Linked DNA regions of Triticum aestivum: region 1 is linked to region 2. Evidence: chromatin contacts called from public Hi-C data. All regions are on one chromosome and are shown on one strand. The core of a region is the stretch at or near the end of the contact, and the rest is flanking DNA. Distances in the headings are between cores, read along the strand shown. Region 1 overlaps LOC123092892 (protein SHORT HYPOCOTYL IN WHITE LIGHT 1). Region 2 holds the start of LOC123092889 (homeobox-leucine zipper protein HOX19).

What was found. Hi-C and Micro-C count contacts between places; a contact is called where the count stands out from the background.
Region 1: a contact with region 2 is called in a Hi-C map of leaf, with 5 times the contacts expected there. The contact joins the enhancer-like site here to the promoter of LOC123092889 in region 2. A contact is called at or near these places in 3 of 5 Hi-C or Micro-C datasets (all in leaf).

Annotation. Positions count from the first base shown.
Region 1 is chr4B:491,343,498-491,348,585 of IWGSC CS RefSeq v2.1, forward strand. LOC123092892 (protein SHORT HYPOCOTYL IN WHITE LIGHT 1) reads right to left here. Exons shown (of 3, transcript XR_006444922.1): 3 at 4,057-4,572. Among protein-coding and RNA genes, the nearest start is that of LOC123092892, 6.5 kb to the right of the region's middle. Within about 2 kb of position 3,199, at least 4 of the 8 cell types and tissues checked have an H3K27ac peak or open chromatin away from gene starts, as enhancers often do. A contact at or near this core is called in leaf, where this site is marked.
Region 2 is chr4B:490,605,225-490,610,255 of IWGSC CS RefSeq v2.1, forward strand. It overlaps LOC123092889 (homeobox-leucine zipper protein HOX19), which reads left to right and starts at 1,779. Exons shown (of 3, transcript XM_044514737.1): 1 at 1,779-2,545; 2 at 2,869-2,948; 3 at 3,266-3,356. The coding sequence starts at 2,138. The coding sequence ends at 3,356.

The sequences.
Region 1 (5,088 bases), core at 1,949-4,448, 740 kb after region 2:
GATATAACGAGACAACTATTTGTTTTCAAAATGCCTTTGTTGGTTGTTAATTCGTGCGCCTTCTATCAAATTGGACACGAAAAATAACACATCATGTGGTGCCATTCCATGATAGCACATGCCAAGTTTCATGAATTTCAGACAAGTTTTGGATTTATTAGAATTTTAAAACAAAGTATCTCAATGTTATCGACTGAGCCACGATGCCCAGGTGTTTGAAATTCATTCTCATTTCTTGCATGGGACCCAAGCATGCACCCAAGGTCACACATATGATTTTTCAACCCAATTTGCTACAATAGAGCATGTGCATGTAGTTCAAATTTGAATTATGCACATAAAATGCGTAGGAAACTCGGTTAATGTATAGAAATGTCCAAACGAACCCCGAATAATTTTAAAATTTAACATAACACTCCGGTCAGTGTGTGTTGTATCTAGAAAAAAAATCAAGGCAAGAAGGGGCAATAGATGTTGTTTTGTCCGGAAAGGTGACACACCTTCCCTACCAGACCACAAGGCTTCTTGTGAGAATCTCTGATTTATAAGGAGCGTATACCATAACTTGCTCCAAATGGGACAATTTTTTACCACGGCATGTTGGTGCCATTCCATGATAGCATGATAAATTTTATGAATTTCAGATGAGTTTTGGATTTACTAGAATTTAAAAACTAAGTATCTCAACGTTTGCCGGCAAGCAACGGTGCTGAGGTGTTTAAAATTCATTTCCATTTTTTGCATGGGTCCTGATCATGTACCCAAGGACACCATTTGATTTTTCAACCCATTTTTGCATTGGAGCAAGTATATGTAGTTTAAATTTGAATTATGCACATAAACTGCCTACAAAACTTGGTTAATGTATAAAAATGTCCTAATGAACCAAAAAAAATTCAAATTTCAACACGACACTCATGTTGGTCTATGTTGCCACTAGACGAAAGTTTGAAATCAAAATGAGGCAACCAATATCGTTTCTCCATCATGAGGCTTCGTGTGAGAAGCTCTGATTTTTTAGAAGCTTATATGCAAATATGTCCCAAATGGAATAATTTTTCTATCACAACATGTTGATGCCATTCCATGATAGCATGCCAAGTTTCATGAAATTCAGACAAGTTTTAGATTTACTAGAATTTAAAAACCATATATCTTAATGTTTGCGGCCGAGCGACAACGCTGAGGTGTTTGAAATTCATTCTCATTTTTTACGTGGAAAAGCATGCACCCATTGACACACATTTGATTTTCTAATCCATTTTTCTGCACTGGAGCATGTATCTCAACCTATTCCCACCTATGTTAACATTTTTAGAAGGGCTCTTCAGGAAGTCCATAATCGCGCCCTGGTTTACATCCCACCGATGTTGACCATTGGAGGATGTGAGATCCAACGGCAGAAATTACATTGCAGCATGGGAGCATTTAACCTCCCCTATCACTTGATATGTTCCGAAGTTTGAGTACAAAAGTCATCTTTGACTCGTCTCGTGTCGCTCAAACTCCTGAGAATCAACGAAGTCTCATAGTCCTGACACAACTCTGACTCGAAAAAACAGAAGGGTATAGTCTACGGATTGTATTAGCAGGAGTGAGAGGGTGCTTGGATACAAGGGACTATTTTTAGTCTGACTAAAAATAGTCTCTTTTAGAGGCTAAAGTTTCAAGCACCCCTGACTAAAGAGAGGCTAGGACTAGTCTTGAGGCTAAAATCTTTTAGTCATGGGAAACCTACTAAAATATGTATTAGCTCTCTCTCTCCTCATTTAATTCCTCTCCTTAGTTCTGGATTGGAGGGTTTGGAGGATAATAAATGCTCAATAACTAGATTTTAGTCTCTTTAGTATTTGGATCCAAGCATGGGTGAGACTAGCAAGTTTTAGTCCCACTACTTTTAGTCATGGGACTAAAACGTATCCAAGCATGCTCTGAGTTGTTCGAGCCAGTCCACGGCTGCTCGCAAGTGGCGACTGTTCTTAAGTTATGTTTGCTGTTTCAAAAAAAAAAGAAACTGTTTCAAAATAATTTATGTTTGAAAAACCAAGTAGCAGCCGGCTGCTTCGTTTTTGCCGTGCGAGATCGGTGGTTTGGGCCTTTGGGGTGAGCGGAGCTGTGGTCTGGTTGACCGCTCGCTCCAGTCATACGCCGTTAGCTCACGTAGGGGTAAGAAAAATAATCGTTTGTTTGCATCATTCCTAGATTTTCAAATCCCAACCATGTACGCGGTACCACGAATACTCATGGCATGGACCAACATACTGATGGCGTTGGTCGTTTGGTTTGTGAGGCACGCAATTTCCTCCGTCACAAAAAAATAAAAAGAGGCACGCATTTTCTTGGGTAAATGTCATGGCATGTAGTAGCACTCCACAAAGGGCTTGAGTTTGATGTGTTGTCTGTTTCTGCAAGTCTCCAAATAGGTAGTGCCTTCATGAACTTTCCCTACTTGTTATCGATAACTATCGAATGGTGGCGTAGGCTCTACTGTTTATCAGTTCATCCTAAACTAGAGAAAGCACTCCCGATCTACATCTTAATCTACTAACATATCACACCACGAAATGCGGTCCAAGCTACTACAGTTCAGTCTGGCTACTTTTGAAAATTAAGAAAGAGTTCGTCAGCATGTGCGCTCCTGGCCAAAATGATAGGGCTCTTGAACTAGTTCGTGTCCACCCCTAAGACCAGTGCCGTACCAGTGTAGTACCGCGCCTAGCGACCAGCAGTGCTCCAAAGAAAAATGCCGCCTCAATCATCCGTCGACCGGTCGACGAAACAGCAGCAGCCCCATGCCTAACCAGTGGTGATCGCTAGTGCTAACTGCCAGCAGCATTTTTTCCCGAATGATTTGCCTTAGCGTGTTAACTGCCAGCAGCTTGGGAATTATACGAGCGGACCACCGAAATCGGGCCACGAGGAAATTGTTGTTCTGGGTCAGATTCGGCGTAAATGCGACCCAACTGTGTGATTGAAATGTTTGTCGCCGGATCAGCCAAAACGATCAAAGATTAAGCGTCGGTCAACCGCAACAAGATATGGCTGGTAGAGAAAGGTGTACGTGCAACACGAGACCTCCACCAGTGGCCGTGCCGCGAGTCATGTGGCGCAGCAGCGTTGCAGGCTTTCTGCGTCGTGGACGGACGCGCACCTCCCACTCCCACATTTCCGGGGCGGCCGGGCACGTCGCTCTTGCTCATAAAGGCGCATGGGTCCGGAGAAGATCGGGGCGGCGTGCGGCGCCGTCCGATGCGCATCTGACGGTCGAGTATGGGTCGTCAGGGATTCGGCATGAATACGCCGATGGCGACGGGTAACTGGCTGACGGGGTAGCTAGCATGGTTGTACACACGACGGAGTATGAGAGACATATTGTCCCTGCTAAGCAAGATTTGGGACACTTGTAGTACAAGTGATCGGCAGTAGGCAGTAGCTAGTCGGCACGCGTGATAATAATGACAAAAAGGTGTCAAACTGGCTAAATACTGTGAAATGATGGAGAACTAGGGCAGGGTCGAAATGCCCTTCCTAAGTCTTAGCCTAACTCGCCGTTCTCAGAATCTTCTGAATCGGGATCCGTGGTTGTGTCTGTTGGCGTGGCTGAAATGAACGAAAAGCGTGACGATTCAAATCGATTGATGATATATGGCATGATCTATTCTGATAGATTGATAGGTTTTCCATCAATAATAAGGGTTTGGTGTAATACTACACCTCAGTGCCCCTGACCTGAGTGACGACTACTGTCTTGGATTTCCGCTGTCTCTGGCCTTCTTCCTTTTTAGAAGTAAACAGACCAAATGCTAGCGAGAGCCAAAGGAGGAATCTCAAACTCAAAGCATCAGGTAACACGAAGCAGTTGAGCAAATGATCAGGCGAGAGTAGCAAACAAAGAATCTAAACGAACGACCAAAAGCAGCAAGACTGAGACATACTCCCTCTGTAAACCAATGGAGATCAAAAGACAGTTGCCCGGCAAGATTTTGACGTCCACTGCAGAAGCGGGACTACTACTCTGTCAAGCTAGTTCATGGCATCACAGGAGAAAATACTAGCTTTGGATATTCAGTACCACTCCATATATCAAAATGAAACAGAATTACACTGTACTGACCATAGGCATTTCGCACCACCTTTCATACTACAACAAATACGAGATCGGCCCGGCCAGTATGGGGCCAGGCCAGATATAAAACCCAATTAGTCGCCGGTATTTTTTACCATCATGTTGAAGAGAACCACTTATTTGTATAGACTACAGGGGGGTTCCTTCGATTCTCCAGCAGCAATTTATAGCAACAACAAACATCAGCATTTTGTGCACAGCTGGGAGCATCCATGCTATCTCAACAGTGGCCCTGGATAATTCATGGGCCCTTTGAATCAGAGTATGTTGCCAGCAAGGAAAGCAAACGATCAACCAGCGGGCTGTACTCTGCTCCACCGGCTGTCGTCGTCCTTGAGCTGTTGAATATAGCTGTATCGGTTTTCTCTGATGTAAGTTACTCCAGACCATATCCCTCGAACAAGAAGGATGCTTATAAACACCATGCTTCCAAATGTGCAGACCACCTGCACAGAAAATACAAACAAGTTACTGAAAGAAAAGACTAAAAGTTGAGTTTTCCACAAGCATCAATGCAACGTTTCAGACAAACTGTAAATTCATCGTTCTGATAAATCTCAACGATGGACTTTGCCGTGTCCCCCTGAAATGCAAAGTATGTAAGTTAAAGCTTTGAGAGGTACTCCCTCCGTTCGGAAATAAGTGACGCTGTTTAAGTTTTTGAAATGCAAAGTCTGTAAGTTACAGCTTTGAGAGGTAATCCCTCCGTTCGGAAATAAGTGACGCTGTTTTAGTTCAAAAACCAAAACAGCGTCACTTATTTCCGAATGGAGGGAGTACATGGCAAGTACACTACGTGGAAACATTTAGCTTGCCCAATAAATGCAGTAAGCAGGTAGCCAGGCATCTTCCAAAAGCTGAATAATTAAACCTTTATTAATATCTCAAAAACAAATGCCCACATGCCAACGGATGCAACTGGTGATTTTTTTTCCTGCCTCTGTTTTAGGCAGCTGCAACCC
Region 2 (5,031 bases), core at 529-3,028:
CACAGATGCATAGTATATGCATGCATGAAGCCATGGAGGCCGTGGAGAGGGAAAGAGAACACCGCCAACATCTCATGTGTGGCCGTCAAGGATCGATGGCATGGTAGCCCTCAATCAATGTGCAGTGACCCAGTGTCCTTCAAGTTTCAATCATTCAAAGGAGAATCCGACTTGTGTGGCGTGCAACAGCGAACTGATCATGGTGCAATCCTGATGGTTTCGACGTTTGGCACGCATGCATTACGTAGGCATGCGAGGTGCGGGCGTATCCTAATTTGTACACGACGATGATATATCCACCATGAATGTTGGTCGCGATGCTGGTCCATGCCATTTCTGCCTATGAACTAATAAAGTGCGTTTGATCTTAATTTCAAACTGGGAGTTTCTGAGTAATCGGAATTGCGTGATTAATTCCTCTATTGTTTTCCAACTCCCCTCTACTACTGTATATGACAAGGCAGGCCATGTGATGATGTGCAACACACAAAAAGGAACGTAAACCAACCAAGAAAACAGTGGAAGCGCCAGTAGAATCGAGGAAGAAAGTCGTGCCACAATTAATTCTCCCCAGCCTGGTTAGCCACAACGCCCTGGTTAGCAAGCAAGAGATGAGAAAGACTGATGGACGGATGCAATGTGAACTCACTCCAGGCCTATCATTGAGAAAGATGTCACAGGATGAGGCAGCAGCCCTGCCCCACACCGCGCAAAAGAGGTCAGTTTCCGGTCCAGGGGCGCGCTCATGTCCTATGTGGAAAGCAGGAAGGTGGCGAGGGAAAGGCCGGGGGCTAGAGGCCAGCCAACAAGACCTAAGCTAGCTACATGGAATTGGGAGGGTAGCCAGGTTGCAGAAAAAGTCCATACCAGTAGTAGCACTTGATGGTGATCAAGGAAAGTAACCAGGGATCGGGAAGAAACCACACACACACACACACACCAGGGCAGGCCGGCCAACTACACGTCTAGTAAATGAGCGCATACGTAGGGAAGGGAAGGTGGTTCATATGGTTGGGTGGGTGCATGATGAGTCGCAATATTTTTTCCACAACCGCATCCATCTCCATCACAATCATTTGTGCAAATACCTAACAATTATCGAGCCATGCATGATCATCATGTGAAATACTTCTTCTACTAGAACCAAAGCGGGATGTGGATGTGTCCGTACCTGAACGGACGAGTCTATCATCTATACACGTACTCCCTCCGTTTCGAATTACTTGTCTTGGATTTGTCTAGATACGGATGTATCTAGACTTATTTTAATGCTAGATACATCCGTATCTAGACAAATCTAAGACAAGTAATTCGGAACGGAGGGAGTACGTGCGTACCTAACTGATCTAGAACGCGCCCACCCTCGGTGAACAGAACAGACTCGTAGTAGTAGCAAGCAAAAAAGAAACGGAGGATCTGCTGCATGTCTCACCTTTTGTAATGCCTACATGCATGCGTGTGGGCACAAGGGGCCAAGCGAGACTGATGTGTGCGTGCGGCTTCTAATATTGCCGGCCCCTTTACACACGCGCGTCCACGCGGCACCCCTAATCATCCATAACAGCAGCACGAGAAAAACCTAAAAGAAAAACCGGGCTTTTGAGCAGCAGCGATGGCTGGCTGTTGAGAACAGGATGAAAAATATGCAGATCTGCAGGAGGGAACACGCGCAGGGAGGGAGAGAGAGAGAGAGGGAGGGCGCAGCACGGCACTCTGGTCTGTGGAGTCTGGACCCTCCCGACGCGAGGGGTCGATCTCCCTGCTGCCTGCTGGGCTTGTCAAACATTCGCAAGTGTCGAGTGCGCGTGCGCGTACGCCCGTGTGATGTGGGTTTGCATCGCCTTGTCCCCCCCGGGCGGCTCCACACCTCCCTCCCTCGCTCCTCTTCCTCCTCAAATATTCTCAACCCCTCGGCCTCAACCAATTCATTCCCCTCACTCATTCCTACCTTCCTCCCCACCCCTCTCCTCTCCTCTCCTACACAGACGCGTGAATACACTTCCGCGACACCCTGCAAGACTTGCGAGAGGATTCAAGTCGGCGCCTGGCAAGGCAGCGCAGATAGACAAGATAGTTTGCTGATTCTTGGGTCAAGCTAGCTAGAGACCATTGGCTCTGCCGATTTGTGCGACACGCCATGGCGCAGGAGGAGGTCCACGACGCCGGCCTGGCGCTGGGACTGTCCCTGGGCGGAGGGGGCCGAGGCGGAGGCGACGGGTCGTCGTCGGCGCACCGCGGCAACAACAGCAGCAGCCGGCTGACCCTGTGGGAGGCGGCGCCGTCGCTGGAGCCGTCGCTGACCCTCAGCATGCCGGAAGACACCACCATGACCAGCACCGCGTCCGGCGGCGTGTCGTCCATGTCAGTGGGGGGCGCGGTGAAGAGGGAGCGCGCGGAGGAGGCGGACCTGGGCGAGATGGTGTCGTCCACGGCGGCCGGCGCCGAGGAGGACGACGACGGCAGCACGCGGAAGAAGCTGAGGCTCACCAAGGAGCAGTCCGCGCTCCTGGAGGACCGCTTCAAGGAGCACAGCACCCTCAACCCGGTACGTACGTTGTACGTGCTACGTACGCATGCGTACTAGTCACGTTCGAATCGATTCACCGCCGATAGATAGCCGCGGATACCTAACATGCATCATCTATCATCTGCTGAGATCTTCTCCATTTTTGCGCGCGCGTACACATGCATACAAGCAAAATCGACAAATCTGGTTTACTTTCTTGATCTATGGTATTCTAGATACCTCTTTTTTATTCATTTTGATGACAAGTATTTCCGGACGGAGGGAGTATGAGCTACTGAATCAAAAATAAAAATGAGTTACTGAACAGCTTTTTTTTGGGTGTCCTTTTTGGATTTGAGCAGAAGCAGAAAGTGGCTTTAGCCAAGCAGCTAAACCTCAGGCCAAGGCAGGTGGAAGTCTGGTTCCAGAACAGAAGAGCCAGGTTAGTAACCTTGTATTATACGCGAGTATATGTCTATATGATATTGCCACTCCAGCTTACAGTCTCCTGCTAGAGCTGACTTGAAACAATTAATCCTTGTATTATACACCTCTTCATCTTCTCAAAAAATTAAAAAATACACGGGCAATCATTTTTGTGTGTTGCACTTGCACTCCTATCTCAATTCATTTTCTTTTACGTCCATGCATGCATGAAAAATTAGCGGAACCCTCTGCCTAAAATTACGGGTTGTTTCAGTTCTGGCGGTGAACTTTTTGTATAGCTAACGTTGGATCCCGTGTTACACGTGCATGCAGGACGAAGCTGAAGCAGACGGAGGTGGACTGCGAGTTCCTGAAGCGCTGCTGCGAGACGCTCACCGAGGAGAACCGCCGGCTGCAGCGGGAGCTGCAGGAGCTCCGCGCCATCAAGTTCGCCCCGCCGCCACCGCCCAACAACGCCAGCCAACACCCCGGGACGCCGTCCTCCGCCGCGGCCCCTCCGGCGCCGTTTTACATGCAGCTGCCGGCCGCCACGCTGACCATCTGCCCGTCCTGCGAGCGCCTCGGCGGAACCGCCGCCACCGCCGCCGGCAAGGTCGACCCCGACAGGCCCAAGGCCGCCACCCACCACTTCTTCAACCCCTTTACCCACTCCGCCGCCTGCTGATCTGCGCTCCACCGGACCGCGCGTACATACACGACGCTCATCAACATCGATCAGCACCACCGCCATAGCTAGCTACGAGTAAGTAGCAGTGGCCGCCATAGCTAATACCTCACGTCGCAAGTAACATATGATCCTTGCAGCCAGCTGCAGGACATGGACATGGACATGATCCTCCTACTTTTGCCATTTCTTGGTCTGGGGGTTTAGTCCCGAATCTTGTTCAGTTTAGCTAATCCATCCATCAATCATAGGCGCAATCCATAGACGATAGGTAGTCAAACATCCAGCCGTAGTAGCTTTGTAGCTAGTACTCGAAGCGGCCGGCCATTGTATATTCTTGTGCGTGCATGTAACCGTGGACCTCTCCTTTTGGTTGGCTTCTCTGCCTTTTTGTGTTCAAAAGCTGATTATCGGAGAGGAGATAATAGGTTAAGCCGCCGCTGTGATGAACTAATTCCTAGTCGTGTCAGGCAGTGTTTGGATGATGACATGAGAGAGGGCTAGAGAGAGGCTCTTGCTGTCGGGTGCGTACGTGTGTAATGTGTATACCTTTCTGACTTTTTTTATATGCATATACGTTTCAATGATTGTGCTTGTCGGGCCTTAAACTTTACTTTGCGTCCCGGTTGCTTTCGCCTTTGCTGGTTCATTTAATTGTTAATGGGAAAGCTTAGCCTCTCTTCTGCTCTTGCTTAACCATCTGTTCAGTTATGTTAATTACACCGTTGTAAGTTGTAACCCCAACCTGGTTAACCAGGCCAATTTTCACACGACCACTCTGATTTGACTAGAAAGAAGCTCGTGGTATTGCCTGGTAATTAATGACGTACGGTTTCTGCCTCATCATCCATCAGATGTCGTTTTCAGTTAGATTGTTGAGTAATTACTAGGTAACCAGAAAAAAAAACACCATGACTCTTGATCTTCTGCCTTGATTTCTCTATGCATATGGATTGAGCGAGCTCGCAAGAAGTGACACGTCAAAGGGAAAGGGTTTGGTAAAACTCAGTTGACTGAGACATAATCAAGTTTAGTTGATTGCTTAGCCATTGGATCTTTGCGCGGAGATTCATGCTAGACGGGGCACCATCCAACAGCCCTCGCAACACTTTATCTCGTCGGTCGCAGCGTCCGTAGGTGTTGGTTGCAGCATGTCATCTCATCGGTCATAATATTTGCCCTCATTGCTCGCAACACGTCATCTCATCACTCGCAGTTTCCGCCATTGATGTATGCAACATTGAGGCTCATCGATTACATCGCCTATCATTGTTGGCCACAAACGCATGTTGTTGCCATTTGCAGCATGTTGCACCACGAGTTGCAGCATCCAACCATGTCGTTCGTAGCACCACAAATGCGGTGACATCACTCAACTGAAACTTGGTTAAGTCTCAGTCGACTAAGCTCTAGG